Linked DNA regions of Mus musculus: region 2 is linked to region 1. A link is a contact called in public promoter capture Hi-C data. All regions are on one chromosome and are shown on one strand. The core of a region is the stretch at or near the end of the contact, and the rest is flanking DNA. Distances in the headings are between cores, read along the strand shown.

The links. Promoter capture Hi-C pulls out the DNA fragments that hold promoters and counts their contacts.
Region 2: a promoter capture Hi-C map of the HPC-7 cell line shows a contact between it and region 1. The contact joins the promoter of Orc2 here to the promoter of Tyw5 in region 1. A contact is called at or near these places in 4 of 39 promoter capture datasets (the HPC-7 cell line, cranial neural crest, embryonic stem cells and 1 more), 1 of 484 Hi-C or Micro-C datasets (CD8 T cells), 2 of 115 datasets of contacts at active chromatin or transcription factors (large pre-B cells and pro-B cells) and 1 of 9 other capture datasets (adipose tissue).

What each region holds. Positions count from the first base shown.
Region 1 is chr1:57,403,999-57,411,097 of GRCm38.p6, reverse strand. It overlaps Tyw5 (tRNA-yW synthesizing protein 5), which reads left to right and starts at 4,424. Exons shown (of 8, transcript NM_001037742.2): 1 at 4,424-4,714. The coding sequence starts at 4,637. It overlaps Maip1 (matrix AAA peptidase interacting protein 1), which reads right to left and starts at 4,832. Exons shown (of 5, transcript NM_001081181.3): 1 at 3,876-4,832; 2 at 1,115-1,186. The coding sequence starts at 4,325.
Region 2 is chr1:58,501,445-58,508,543 of GRCm38.p6, reverse strand. Orc2 (origin recognition complex, subunit 2) reads left to right here and starts at 3,435. Exons shown (of 18, transcript NM_008765.3): 1 at 3,435-3,772; 2 at 6,654-6,702. Gm15834 (a long non-coding RNA gene) reads right to left here and starts at 3,428. Exons shown (of 4, transcript XR_865442.3): 1 at 1-3,428.

The sequences.
Region 1 (7,099 bases), core at 3,175-5,674:
AACTCCTTCAATGAGAATTTTGTTCCTCATTCTAAGAAGGAGCAAATATTCAATATATATAAAGAACTCAAGAAGATGGACTCCAGAAAATCAAATAACCCTACTAAAAATGGGGTACAGAGCTAAAGAAAGAATTCTCAACTGAGGAATACCGAATGGCTGAGAAGCACCTGAAAAAATGTTCAATATCCTTAATCATCAGGGAAATGCAAATCAAAACAACCCTGAGATTCCACCTCACACCAGTCAGAATGACTAAGATCAAAAATTCAGGTGAGAGCAGATGCTGGAGAGGATGTGGAGAAAGAGGAACACTCCTCCATTGTTGGTGAGATTGCAAGCTGGTACAACTACTCTGGAAATCAGCCTGGCAGTTCCTCAGAAAATTGAACAAAGTACTACTGGAAGATACAACAATTCCTCTCCTGGGCATATACCCAGAAGATGTTCCAACTTATAATAAGGACACATGCTCCACTATGTTCATAGCAGCCTTATTTATAATAGCCAGAAGCTGGAAAAAAAACAGATGTCCCTCAACAGAAGAATGGATACAGAAAATGTGGTACATTTACACAATGGAGTACTACTCAGCTACTAAAAACAATGAATTCATGAAATTCTTAGGCAAATGGATGGATCTGTAGGATATCATCCTGAGTGAGGTAACCCAATCACAAAAGAACACACATGATATGCGGATATTAGCCCAGAAACTTAGAATATCCAAGATACAATTTGCAAAACACAATAAACTCAAGAAGAAGGAAGACCAAAGTGTGGATACTTCGCTCCTTCTTAGAACGGAATTTTTCAAGACTTAATTTTAAAATACTTTATCTACTCATCCTCAGAAATAAAACTGAAAAGCATCTAGGTATTCAACTAGGCAATTCCTGATAGAACGTTACACATAAGAACAACTGGCAAGCACACCATTTGCCTATCTATGCTGCTAAGTGCCCGGAGTTGTTGCAACTTTTGTGACCGGAAGTACCATTAAGGACAGACACCCTCTGTTGGCGCATGTTCTGTTTGAAAGCAGAAATGGAGCCATGCATGCATCAGTCTATGCCAAGAATCATGGACTTTTTAAATTAAAAGAACACTTTACCTCTTTGGCTACAAGTTCTTCCAATAGATCAAATTTACACTGTGACAGCAACTTGGATACATAAGCAAAAGCCTTGAAAAAACAGGAATGTAAAGATGACAGTTATTTCAAAACATCACATAAAATAGCATACCACATTCATAATTAAATGGTTAGTAGAGCAAAAACTGCTTTATGGTAAACGTGATAGCAAAAACTATTACAATAATGTTGGACATGACTGCTTTTAAGTTGATTGCCTTTTCTCAGATGGCTTGCCCGCATATACAGTTACAAATGAGCTGACTACAAATTATGAATCCATTTCTAGGTCTTGGGAAATGACAGTATGTGGCATATATACTAGATATCTCAATAAAAAATTACCTTCTATTTTATTTTAAAATGATGATATAAACAACTATGATATACCTCTTAATCATTTACAGACAGCAATTAGAAAGTAAAACACTCTGGAGTCTAGATTGTACTTGAAGTCTGGAGATCTGGATTATAGACAGAACCTCTCTAAGATATATGTTAGGTTTAGAAAAGTGGGAGAAAGGAGAAATAGCTTATGATCTAAGACAGTGACTCTCAACCTGAGGTATAAGGTCTTATTTTAAGAAGGGGGAAGAGAATCCACAATTCTCCACACTCAGCAATGAGAAAAAGCTGATACATTCAGATCCCACTTGTATTTCAGGAGCTTTAAGCCAGCTGAGAGAAGACATGTTAGCCAACAAGTTCAAGAATTTAAGATATAAGAGAGAACTATCTAATCTTGGAGGACCACAGAGGTTCCATAAAGGAAGTAGCTGAAACCTGACTACTGGCTGGAGAAAAGCGAGCACGTGCAACAGAGAACTGCAAATGATTACTAGCTGAACTGTCTCTCTGCCATGGTCATGGTAAAGCCCTAAACTCTAAGACCTTGGGATATGATATTATTTGGAGACAACACCTTTAAAGAAGTGATTAAATAATAATAATAATAAAAAGCTGGTTAGTGTATCATCAGTACCTTTATGACAGGAGGAAATGTTTAGAGATGCCAGACATAAACAAATGTAGCGGCCTGAGGAGAAGGCAAACTTCTCATCTCTAGATATTGGAATATTTCTGTTTAAGCTGTTTAGTCTGAGACACCCTCTATAATAGCCCTAGCAAACAACCACAATTCAATGCAGATGACTTTTGAGAACATGCACATACCCAAATTCAAGGTCTCCCTGAACACTCTGGGGCAGGGATCTCCTATGTTTGGAAAGCTCTCACATGCAGCATGAATGATAATCCAGATATTAGGAACTATAACCGTTATGCAGAACCCTCGTCTCTACTTTGGTTGGTCAAGATCATACCTGAGCAAACTGCTCTAAAATGTAATAATGAATAATGAGGCTACCCTGGTAAGATCCTCTCCACACTAGAGTTAGTTATGAGGTACCTTGTAGGTGCTAGAAATGGAACTTAGGATCTCTGAAAGATGTTCTTTAGCCACTGAACCATCTCGCCAGCACACCTGGGTTCATCGTGTCTAAACAAGGATTGGACAAGAGGCCTTTTCAATTTGACGTCATATGATGATTTCCATTCCTGAACTAGTGTAGTTATGTATGGGTGATGGAGCAGACTCATGTGTGGACACTGCAGAGTAAGGAGTAGGATCCCACCATTTTACCCCTCTGTGCACAACTGACACAGAGAACAGACTAGCAAATTCACCCTATCTTCATACTTAGGTAGGCATTATCACTCAAGCTTGCTCACTTTTATTTTTGAGCAAACATATATATTAGCTAAGAGTGGACCCAGGGAGACAGGAGTTAATACTGCCCCAGATTACACGAAGTTGAGAACTCATTTACAACTACATGAGTTGGGTATAAATGGCTAGGAATTGGGGAAAATCTGAATAAGTCAGAAGTAAAATTAAAAATACCAGCATATAGTCAATGTTGTTAAATTATTATCCTGATGGTCTATTCCAGTATGAACTGGAGAATAAACTATGACTTCTACCTTTGTATTAATCAACAGTTTTGAAATGCTAGGGACTGACAACCTAAGAAAATGAAAGGAGATTTAAAAAGTCTTCCTGGAAAGAAAAGCATGTACACACAAACTGTGTCAATGATCTTGAGATTCAAAGTGACCATTGTTAAGGCAACATCACTTGCTATTCAGAAAGGTCACGATGGGCAAAGTCAGAGCTAGGAATCACCAGTGTGCTAGACCTGGACACTAAGTAGACCAGCAGCCTCAGCAAACTCTTATCCTTGACAGAATATATAGGTAGAGAATGCAGAAGGCAATTCAGATCTGTCAAACAGCTGGTAGGAAACTGCCTTTGTACCTGAAATGATATGTTATTACTTTGGCAGTGTTATCTTATTCCTCACCATAACTTACTCCATTCGATTTACTTAACAAATACTTATGAAGTGCCTACTATGTGTGCCAGGCACTGTCTTCTCTAATCTTCTAATTCTGGAAAAATCATACCCAAAGGATTAACTAATTTTAGAGTGGCACTGACAAACAGGCTTTGAACTTAGGCCTTCATCCTAGTTTCTTGAATGAACCCCTCCTCCCTGACGACCATGCGAACACACTTAGAAGCTTATTAAAGTCCTGAAGTGGCCGAAAGATTCAGTGTCTAGGTCACTACCATCGTTGGATACCACGGGTCGCAATGAAGAAACTTCATGGCTAAACACTTGATCACGGAAACGCTGAATGCACGAGGCAGAGAGGTCAGTTAGGGGAGCAAACAAACCTGCTTCGCCCCTTCAGAGAACTCAGCGATACTGAACTCTTTGTCGAAATAGGCCCAAATAAGGAAGGCGTAAATTCGAGTCCGGACCCAGTTGATGGGATTGGAAAATCCCAGAATGATCATTCTGGTTCTCTGGCGTTGCTGGGGCTGCTCCTCGGTGCTGTAGCTGCGGCTGGGACTAGCGGGTAAAGAAGCGAGGGCTGGAGGATGTTCTACCCGGCCGAGAAGGGATCTTCGGGAGCTCCAGGAACGCAACGCAGGGCTTGTCCAGGCCCGAGTGTAGCGAGGGATCGGAGCCGCGCTTGAGCCCAGGCGACGGCGGCACAGGCAGCAAATTTCAGTCAGCGTCAGCCTCACCTCGGTGCTACCGAGAGTCCGGAGTCGGGTGACCGGGCCGGGCAGCGGCCGGGAAAGCAGGGGCAGAGGTAGGAGACGGGCGGCCAGCGCCATGTTTGTGACCTTTCACCTCTGCATGCCTGTGCAGTACTGAAAGCAGGCCGGAGGGAAACCAGCTCGCCGGGGTTGGAGAAGTGGAGCCAAGGCCGCCTCGCTGCCGCCGCCTCGGGTGAGTCCTCTCATTTCGGCTGTGTTAGCCCTCAGCCCAGGCCGAAGCCCTCGGGCTCCCCGCCGTGCGCACTTCGAACCAGCCGCCGCCCTCTGGGGTCAGTCACCTACGCGGACCATTTCTTCCGGAGTAGTGTTTCCAGGGGAAATCACGCGTGGAAGAACTCGTCCAAATTCCCAGGCCTGTGAATTTCACCATGGCTGAGCAGCGTCTTCCGGTACCCCGGCTGCGGGGCGTCTCCCGGGAGCAGTTCATGGAGCATCTTTATCCACAGGTGAGGAGGCCCGCCGCGGAAAGGCAGGGGAGACACCCCGGTACCTTCTGGCGGCCCATCTGCTCTCCTGCAACCCAGAGATTGTTCGGGGGAAGAGAAGGCGCTCTGCTGTCAAGGGAGTGAGCGGAAGGGACCTGTAGCCCTGCTCGGGAATTCAAAGCCCCGGAGAGAAACGGCCCCACATTTTTGGGGAGCAGGATGACCGGAGAAAGCTGGGTGGCACGAAGCTCACTGAGAGGTCGCGCGTGTGGCTTTCTGACCTCACGTGCTCCCTTTCTATGGAGTTTTTCCTAAAGTCTAGTTCAGGATCCCTCGCCCTTCTCTTGCTTGGTCCTAACAGCCCCTGGAGTATTTCGAGATATTAGATTTTTGAAACTCGATATTTCAGTCTAATGAAGGATTGCAACAGGGAAACCAATGGAAATCGTCTCGTAGGTTTCCTCTGGTACAAGTCATTCCTTGATTTAAGCCAGAATCATAATTAAGGATTAAGCCCTTTAGTTTTGTTTTGTTGTTTTGTTTTTTCCGAGACAGGGTTTCACTGTATAGCTCTTGCTGTCCTGGAACTCACTCTGTAGACAAGGCTGGCCTCGAACTCATAAATCCGCCTGCCTCAGCCTCCGAAGTGCTGAGACTAAAGGCGTGCGCCACCACCGCCCGGCTCCCTTTAGTTTTTAAAGAAAGAAGTAGCAGAAAGCAGTTAGATTTAAGAAAAGAAAATAAGTTTGCTCTCAGGACTTTTCAAGAAAGTCCAAGTATCAGAATAACAGAGTAAGGATTCTGGCGATTATTCTAAGGGAAAAAGTCTCTGAAGTATATTAGTGGTAGTAAGATAGGATCTGTAGCTACAGCTACGCTATGCTGCTGGAGCAGCCTGAAGTGTTCCTTTGAGAAGACAGGATTACTGATGACCCTAGAAGAATTTCTAATTGAGTCAATATAAGGCAGAGTTTAAGTTTACTAAGAAGTTGTAGTTCATGTTTCAAGAGAGATGCTTTGGGCTAATACTATAGTTTGATCAGGTAAAACCATGGTTCACTAACATTGCACAAGGAGGTTAAGATGTGTCTTTTTTTACAGGTCAGTGGTGGCACATGCTTTTAATCCCAACATTCAGGAGGCAGAGGCAGGCAGATCTCTGAGTTCCAGGCCAACCTGATCTACAGAGCAAGTCCCAGGACAGCCAGGGCTTCATGGAGAAATCTTGTCTCAAAAACAAACAAAGAAGAAACAAAACCAAAAAAACCCCCAAAATATAAAAAGACAAGTCTTTTACTGCTGGTGGAGCTTTAATCTTGCTCATGAGAATCCTAGAAAATAACTATCTTACAGGAAAGGTGATAAGCCGTACCTGGTCATATGCGTTTTGGCCTTAGACATGATTTGTTACTATTATAATATTCTTACTTATAAAAAGAAATACCTCCATGTAGGCCACCTCCCAGCAAGATTTTTTAATTGTGCTGGAATTATTATTATTATGGAGACAGGGTATCTCTGTGTAGCCCTACTTGCCCTGGTATTCTGATCTGTAGATCAGGCTGTCTCAAGCTCACAGAGACCCACCTGCCTCCCTAGTGCTGGGATTAAAGGTATGTGCCATTACATCCTGACTAGTTGTGCTGAATTCTTACCTCTCAGCTGGTGAGAGACTTTAGACTGCAGGGTGAGGACCTTTCTATCCCATGTCCTTAAATTTCCCTGTCTTCCTACCTCACCTCAGTTGCTGTAAGTCTGCTAGAAGTGGAACAAAGCAAATCAACAAAAAAAAACAGTTTTTCATCAGTAGTCATGTCATTCATTCCTGTACTGAGATAACTAATTCTTGACCACATATGTTGCCCATCGTTAAGAAGCTTTGATAATTCGCCCTTGGTGAGGGTGTATTGACATAGCAGCCAACTGGTTTATACCAAGTGATTTAACTCTTGATATGGCTTACAAACTACATGTTTACTTTATAACAGAGCGATTTTTAATTCAGTGACAGTTCCATACAGAAAATAATGAATTTTGCTCATTTTCACTCCTATCACTCAGTCTCACCCCACCCTCTCCTATTGCACTCCTTGTCAACAGACCTCTCTCCTACTTACGTGTGTGTCACTGGGCTTATAGCAATTTCATATTTATTTATTTGGTTCTTTTTTTTTTTAAAGATTTATTTATTTTTATGTACATGAGTACACTGTATCTGTCTTCAGACACACCAGAAGAGAGCATCCAATCCCATTATTACAAATGGTTGTGAGCCACCATGTGGTTGCTGGGAATAGAACTCAGGACCTCTGGAAGAGCAGTCAGTGCTCTTAACCACTGAGCCATCTCTCTAGCCCAGCAATTTTGTATTTAAGAATTTATGCAGAGATTTCTCTAAATATATGA
Region 2 (7,099 bases), core at 2,186-4,685, 1.1 Mb before region 1:
ATCCCAGAACCAATTTCCGGACCTCATTTAAAATCCTCTTTTGGTCCTCGGTAGTGAAGAGGATCTACAAGAGCTGTTGGCAGTTATCCCAGGTGGGTTGGTGAGTAAAAATGACAGAATCTATTAAGTTAACTAAGGCAGCTGGTTTCTCTGAGAATTCAGTATTCTGGATTTTCCAGTTATATAGATCACTAGTAGCAAAGGGACAATATTGTATCAGTTGGTTAGGGGCCTATTTCCTTCAAGGAGAGAAGACCGGCTTGGCCGTGGGCAGTCAAGGCAGCTTTCATTGGGCTTTCCCTCAAGTATAAGGTGGGTGTGGAAAGTGTAGCTGAATAAACCCTTTCCTCCCCAACTTGCTTCTTGGTCATGTTTGTGCGGGAATAGAAACCCTGACTAAGAGAGCTGCTGTGGCAGCAGCAGTGATTTGAACCATTCTGGTGGCTCCTGGACCACATCCTGCTGGCGATGATGTAGATGACTTGGTCATCAAAAATAATTTCCTTGGTCCTAAAAATCATGAGCATGTGCCAAGTTCCCTCTAGGGGCCAGCCAACATTGAAAATTGGCCATTCATTCATGCAAAAAGTGATTAGTCTGTCCTTAACAACTAAGCCTAGACTTCTAGCCATAATTTTATAGTCCTTGAAATGGTCTAAGAACAAAGTTAAAGGTGTGGTCTGAGCCTGTCCCATGGCATCAGTCACAGAGAGCAAACAGAAGAATGAAAGACAATAAGGCACTCAGTCCTCCTGGTGATTGGAGGCAAAAATGTAAGTGAGACAACAGCCTTATACAGTGTTGTAGGAGCAACCCAATTCATCTCAAGTCTATGAGGGGGATCCAATTCCCTCCATGTGGGTCCGGGGCATCTCCCAAGTCCCTTGGCCCTGGGGTCATCCAACGAGTCCATCTAGACTGCCTACAGGCTACTCATATCAAGGGTAGAGAGCCAAGACACCAAGACAGAGGACAAACATTCAGACACCTACCAGTCAGGTTTTGACTCAACAGTTCAAGGAGTCCTGGGGGGATGGGAATCCCGGACAAGCCCCCAAATGTTATGCCCCGATCCAAGGGTCCCCAAAGACCACCAGGAATAAAACTCATATGCAAAAGCAAAGAGTCTTTATTCAAACTCAAGCTTGGACCTTCTGGCTCCTCTATCAATGTGAGGTAGCAAAGAAGGCCTCAAGCACCTAAGGTTTAACATTTTTATTTCAGTTACAGCAAGGTGAGGAACTTATCAACTTAGCAGTTATATGACTGTCTAACAATGATTTCAGTTGGCTTAAGCAGTTTTATCTATATCTATCTACACAGATATAGAGCGTTAGGTATTTTCTTGCTGGTGGATCATGTCTAGGGTGGTTCCTTCCTGGAAAGGTTTTTTATTTGTTTGTATGTTTTTGTTTTTTTTTTGTTTTTTGGGGGGTTTTTTGTTTGTTTTTTGTTTTGTTTTGTTTTTTGTTTTTCAAGACAGGGTTTCTCTGTTTAGCCCTGGCTGTCCTGGAACTCACTTTGTAGACCAGGCTGGCCTCGAACTCAGAAATCCGCCTGCCTCTGCCTCCCGAGTGCTGGGATCAAAGGTGTGCACCACCATACCCAGCTGTTTTTTTGTTTGTTTGTTTGTTTGTTTGTTTTTTAATAAATTAGAGTTTAACCGAGAACAGGGCCTAGTGTATAAAATGGAGGTCTGGTTACAAGATGGAGTCTGTCTTGTCAAGTTGTGGCCCTTCAACAGTACCTGGCATGAATTCCCTCCTATTGATGAAACATAGTAAGTAATAACTTGGGTTATCTATAGGAAAATAGATTCTAATAGCATAGAGGGTAGGTATCTGCCCAGCTCTTGTGCTGTTTAAGGTTTATAAAGGTTGTGTGTATGTTTTATCCGGAAACTAAATGATCAAAGGTGGGTAGTAATTTGGGTCCGGATTAAATAATTTGTCCAACAAAAGTGAAATACGGATGTATGTAAAGTATCCTCACATTTCTCAATTGGAATCTTTAAACCAGTGGTTCTCAACCTGTGAAGTATAACCCCTTTGGCTAACCCCTATCTCCAGAAATATTTACATTTATGATTCATAACAGTAGTAAAATTACAGTTATGAAGTAGCAAAAAGAAACAAACAAAAACGTTATGATCAGGGGTTACCACAACATGAGGAAGTGTTAAAGGGTCCAGCATTAGAAGATTGAGAACCACTGTTCTAAACAGCTCCCAAAAAGTCTGACTCCATTTCTTCCTTCCCACTATTATATTCCACAGATAATCTTTCAATACAAATGTGGCCAGTCCCTTAAGTACCAACTTGTAATTCATAATATCTGACACTTTGACACTTTATTCATCTATTTTCATTTTGCTTTTCTTCCTAGAAAATTCAAATCAATTCAGGCCTTAGTTTTCATATCTCTTCCTTTAAGGAAAGTGTTCCTGATTCCTTCTGGTCTTATAATTATATAATCCTGTGCCCTGCTGTTAGGAACATAACTTAAAAATCATTCTCTGTAACTTGGAAACCATTTTGTATGACTTGAAATAACGCAATGCATGTGCAATAGAAGTTTGCCACCAGGTAGCTCTGATGAGACCTAGAAGCAAACCACCGGCAGGTCACCTGGAAGCCCAGTTACCAGCCTAGCCCCGGACGGTCCTTGATATGGTTAAAAACAAAAACCTAACCACAAGGTGGTGTTAAGATAGTGAACCAAACCCAAGTTGTGAGCTTGATTTTCAGAGCTCAATGAAATGATACAAAGGTTGGAACTTTGGGATTTGTGCTCTCTAGGCATCACATTTATAGCCAGTGTGTTTATATCCATTGGCAAGAATGAGTAAGTATTCAGCTGCCTTATTCTAGCACTTTCCCCAAGACTGTATGTTCAGTTTCTTCTCGTTCAATTACCCAGAAGCTCAGTTATTCAGAGGTGCCTCTACTTGAGTATTGTATTCTTACTGTTGGTTCTAAGTATGATAAGTTCGGAATAAGCGAATCCAAATGACGTAGTCCTGTTAGTAAACAAATATTTTCATGTATCCCAGCCAGATTCACTCGTTTTCCTTCTCATTTCCTCTGTATAAGCCCCCTTTTCGTGTCTTTATTTCATTAGTTGTATGGTCCTATTTTCTTGTTCATGCTCTGGCTCCGCCCTCCCTCAAACCCTTGAGATCCCTTTGCATCATATGCGAGCAGGTATTCGCTGTTCCTCAAGCGAATCCATCTTCATTATCTTTTTTTTTTTTTTTTTTTTTTCCTCAGAGCAGCTAGACTAACAATATTAAGATTGACATAAAACACCAACCAACCGTACAACCGGGGACGCTGCCCTTAACTTCCAGACAGCTAGCACACACTTGTCTCTCCAGAGATCCGGCGTGCTCCGCGCACGGTCCCTTCCCCCGGAAACGGAAACTGAAGAGATGAGGAAAGCCCGGGAACCCACTATTGGTTGGGGGATCTGTTTTCCGACTGAGCGAGGGCCTATGGCCCGAGTCAACGGGCTTGCGGCGCCGTCGCTCTGGGCGGCTCGGCTCCCCATTGGTTTCTTAGGGCACCGCCCACCGGCGGCCGGGGATTCAGTGTGCTGCGCGCAGCTCCCTTGCCCTGCTGGGCGCGCAGGTTCGGCTTGGACCGGTCGACTCTTTCCCTAGACGCTGGCCTCCCCGGGCCGTTCTGGGGTGTTCCGCGGCGGCGGGAGTCCTGGCTGGCGGCTCAAGTGAGCCTCGCGGCCGTTCTCCCTCCCGCCGGCTCGGACTCGAGAGGTGAGTCCCAGTGCGCCCTGCTGCAGCCGCGGCTCACTGCGCGCTTCCCCCGACACCCGTGGCCTTGCCGCTCGCCCACCATGGCGGGAGATGACGAGGCCGCCGGGCGCAGGCTGGAGGATGCTGGGGAGCAGCCCCCCTGGGTGAGAGGCGCTGTCTGCGAAAGCCAAGGCTGTCCTGTGGCGAGAAGTCTCCTGCACGGACCGTGCCTGCTTTCCGGCTAACCCGGCCCTTTATTTGAGAAGAGAATGAAAAGGAACTGTAACAAAAATGGCAGTGTTCTGCCAGAGGAGAAGGAACTCGGAGGGATGTAGCTCAAGGGATCGCGGGATGGAACGACTGCTGAAGTCTGTTCTGTTGTCCCGGCCGGGTGTCCCTAAAGGTCTCCTTGGGGCAGTGCTTGGTTTGAAAAATGTGTTTACTCCCAGAGGAAAGTGCATGGCTGCCAACACTTGGTGCTGCCTTGTAGTTAGTTGACTGTGAAGAGAATTGACCCTTTAGCCCTACAGATAATCACTATCCGTTATAGATGCTCCCTGTGGATATCTGCATTTCATTGGTTGATTATGGGCATGTGCATTCATGTGGATGTTGGTGCATATGTGCCGGTAGTGTGTGTTAATTTTAGATGTCTTTTTGGATCGTTCTTAACTGAGGCGGGGTCTTACTCTAACCGGGTCCTTGTTGGTTAACCAGCTTGCCTCGGGGAACCCCATTCTCCTCCTCCCCAGTTCTGAGTGCTCCTCAACTTTTAAATGACTACAAGGATCTCAGTTCCCATTCTGACGCTTGCAGGACACGTGCTTTTAGCCACTGAGCTGTCTAGTCAGCCTCCCAGATTGCAGTTTTCTTGTGTATCTGTTAGGTAGTGTTTTTCTGAGGAATTGCAGAAAAGAAGGGGACATTCTCTTAGGAGGTCTTGGTAGGAATTTCAGTTGAGGTGATTTTGTTTGTATTACATAAAATATCTTAAAAATCGGAGATGTTGTATAAATGCATTTGAGGCTGAACAGGCATACCCTGCCTTTTTGACATTTGGATACCTTGTTGCTGTCATTTACAAAGTTCGTGGCTGAGAATATCACAATACAGTTACAGAAAATTTTGCAAAAACCACTCATAATGTTTAAGCACGTTTACAACAAGGATTCGTGGCTATCCTTGACTATATAGGGCTGCTCACCTAGTGATTAAAATACTAGATCTGGGAATGGGGCATAGCTATGATCCCACTACTCTTAAAACTGAGGCTGCTAAGTCATGAGTTCAAAGCTGGCTTGTATTATAAAGTAAGACCTTCACAATAGTAAACTAAGGGACTAGGGGTGTAATACAGTTGATGAAGTGCTTGGTTTAGCACACTGGAAGCCCACAGCTCCACCCCAGCACTGCATATGCTAATGATAGTGATACAGGCCTGTAACCTATCTAGCACATGGGAGGTGGGGGCATAATCAGAAGTTCAAAGTTATCTTTGGCTACATGGTTGGAGACCAGTCTGGGACTCATGAGATAATTGTTACACACACACACACACACACACACACAAAGTAAAAGAAAATGTAACAGGTATTAGAGAGATGGCTCAGTTGGTAAAGTGCTTGCCTTGCAAGCATGAGAACCTGAGTTCAATCCCTAGAACCTACATTTAAAAAAAAAAATGGTGGCAGGGAGCTTGCCGTCTTAGGGAGGCAGAGACAGGCGGTTCCCAGGGCTTGCTGGTCAACCAGCCTAGTCTACAAGTCCATGGCTATTGAGAGACCCTGTCTCAAAAAATAAGACAACTGACTCCCGAGGTTGTCCTCTGACCTCTGCACTTACAAGTACACAATAAACCCCCTTAGGGAAATGGCCTGTGATAATATTTAGTTACCTAGAATATTTTTATGAGTCCTTGAAAATTCACTCTCAAGAATTATTTATCTTTTACTAATGAAAATTAGATAATAATATTCTCTGTAGTCTGACCCTCCCCCACACTTTCTCTCCTCTCATTGCCTGGAAGTTCAAAGCTATATGTTTTGTTTTGTGATGACATGTTATAAGTAGTTTTCAGAGAGGGTAAGATTCTTATCCAGTGGCAGGAAGTACTTTACAAGATAAATGAAAAAGGAACAAGCTATATAATCGACTGATCAGGAATTTAAGAATCAGTCAAAACTGGGTCTCTAAATTGTGTGAGTTTTGGTGAATCATTCAATATTTAACCAACAAGTTTACTTATTTATAAAGTAGAGTAATAGCACACATACACAAAAATGTACTTGAATCATACTTGGTTTCTGGGGTATCTAAAGGTGCCTGGTATAGTATCTTACATAATGTATTAAAACAACAAAAACTCTGTTTTTCAAGTGTAAATTGTTAAGTTTCTTCATATAGGTATCATATAGATGTATTACACATTTTGTCTAATATACTCAAATTATTTATGAAATGACCCAAGAAGGGTATGGTTTGCTAGATATGGTTCTGACTCTGTGAGTGAAATAGTTATTATTTTTCCCCACAAAATATAACCTCTTAGAGCTCCCAAGGTTAAATGAGAATACATGTAAAGAGCTAGGTTTGGTGGCACTTTTAATTCCAGCACTTGAGAGGCAAAAGCAGAAGTTTGAACTTGGCTACATAACAACACTACAGCAGAAAACAAAATTCATAGTGAGTGCTTAGCTTTCTCCTCTAACCTGCTTCTTACCAGTCTAGACAGTTTTCTCAGTGTGACGTTCTTTAGCCTATTACTTTTTTGTTCTCTTCTTGCCACCATAGCAGCTTTAGCTTCTTGAGGATAATTATCTACACATCATGCTGTTAGTTAAAACTCTTCACTTTGGGAGGGGTGCTTTCCTTCACCTACTAGCTGATCTTGACTGACTTCTAGTTACAGGTCACTGGATGTTCAAGCTGCAGAATGCATAGCACCTTACAAGGTAAAAGAAAAAGCCATTTAATTATGCTGGTTATTAAACAAAAATTTAGCAATATGATCTGTGTAATAAGTAAGTTGTAAAAGATAACCATTAGGTTTTTGGTGTTTGTTTTGGGGGGTTATTTGTTTTTGTTCTGTTTTTCTGAAGGAAAGGTAAAAATAGGATTTCTGAGAGCATGTCCCAGTTTGGTTTTCTGATGCTGTGGTAAAGACTCTGACCAAAAGCAAGCTGGGGAAGAAAGGGCTTGGCTGTCCCAGTTTCAGGCCATCATTGAGAGACATACAAATGGAATAATGCATAGTATGATCCCCTTTAAAAAATGTTTAAATATTGTGTGTTCATTTCCCAAATAAGTTTAATTAACTTGACCATTGGTGTGACCCCTTCATCTCACTGA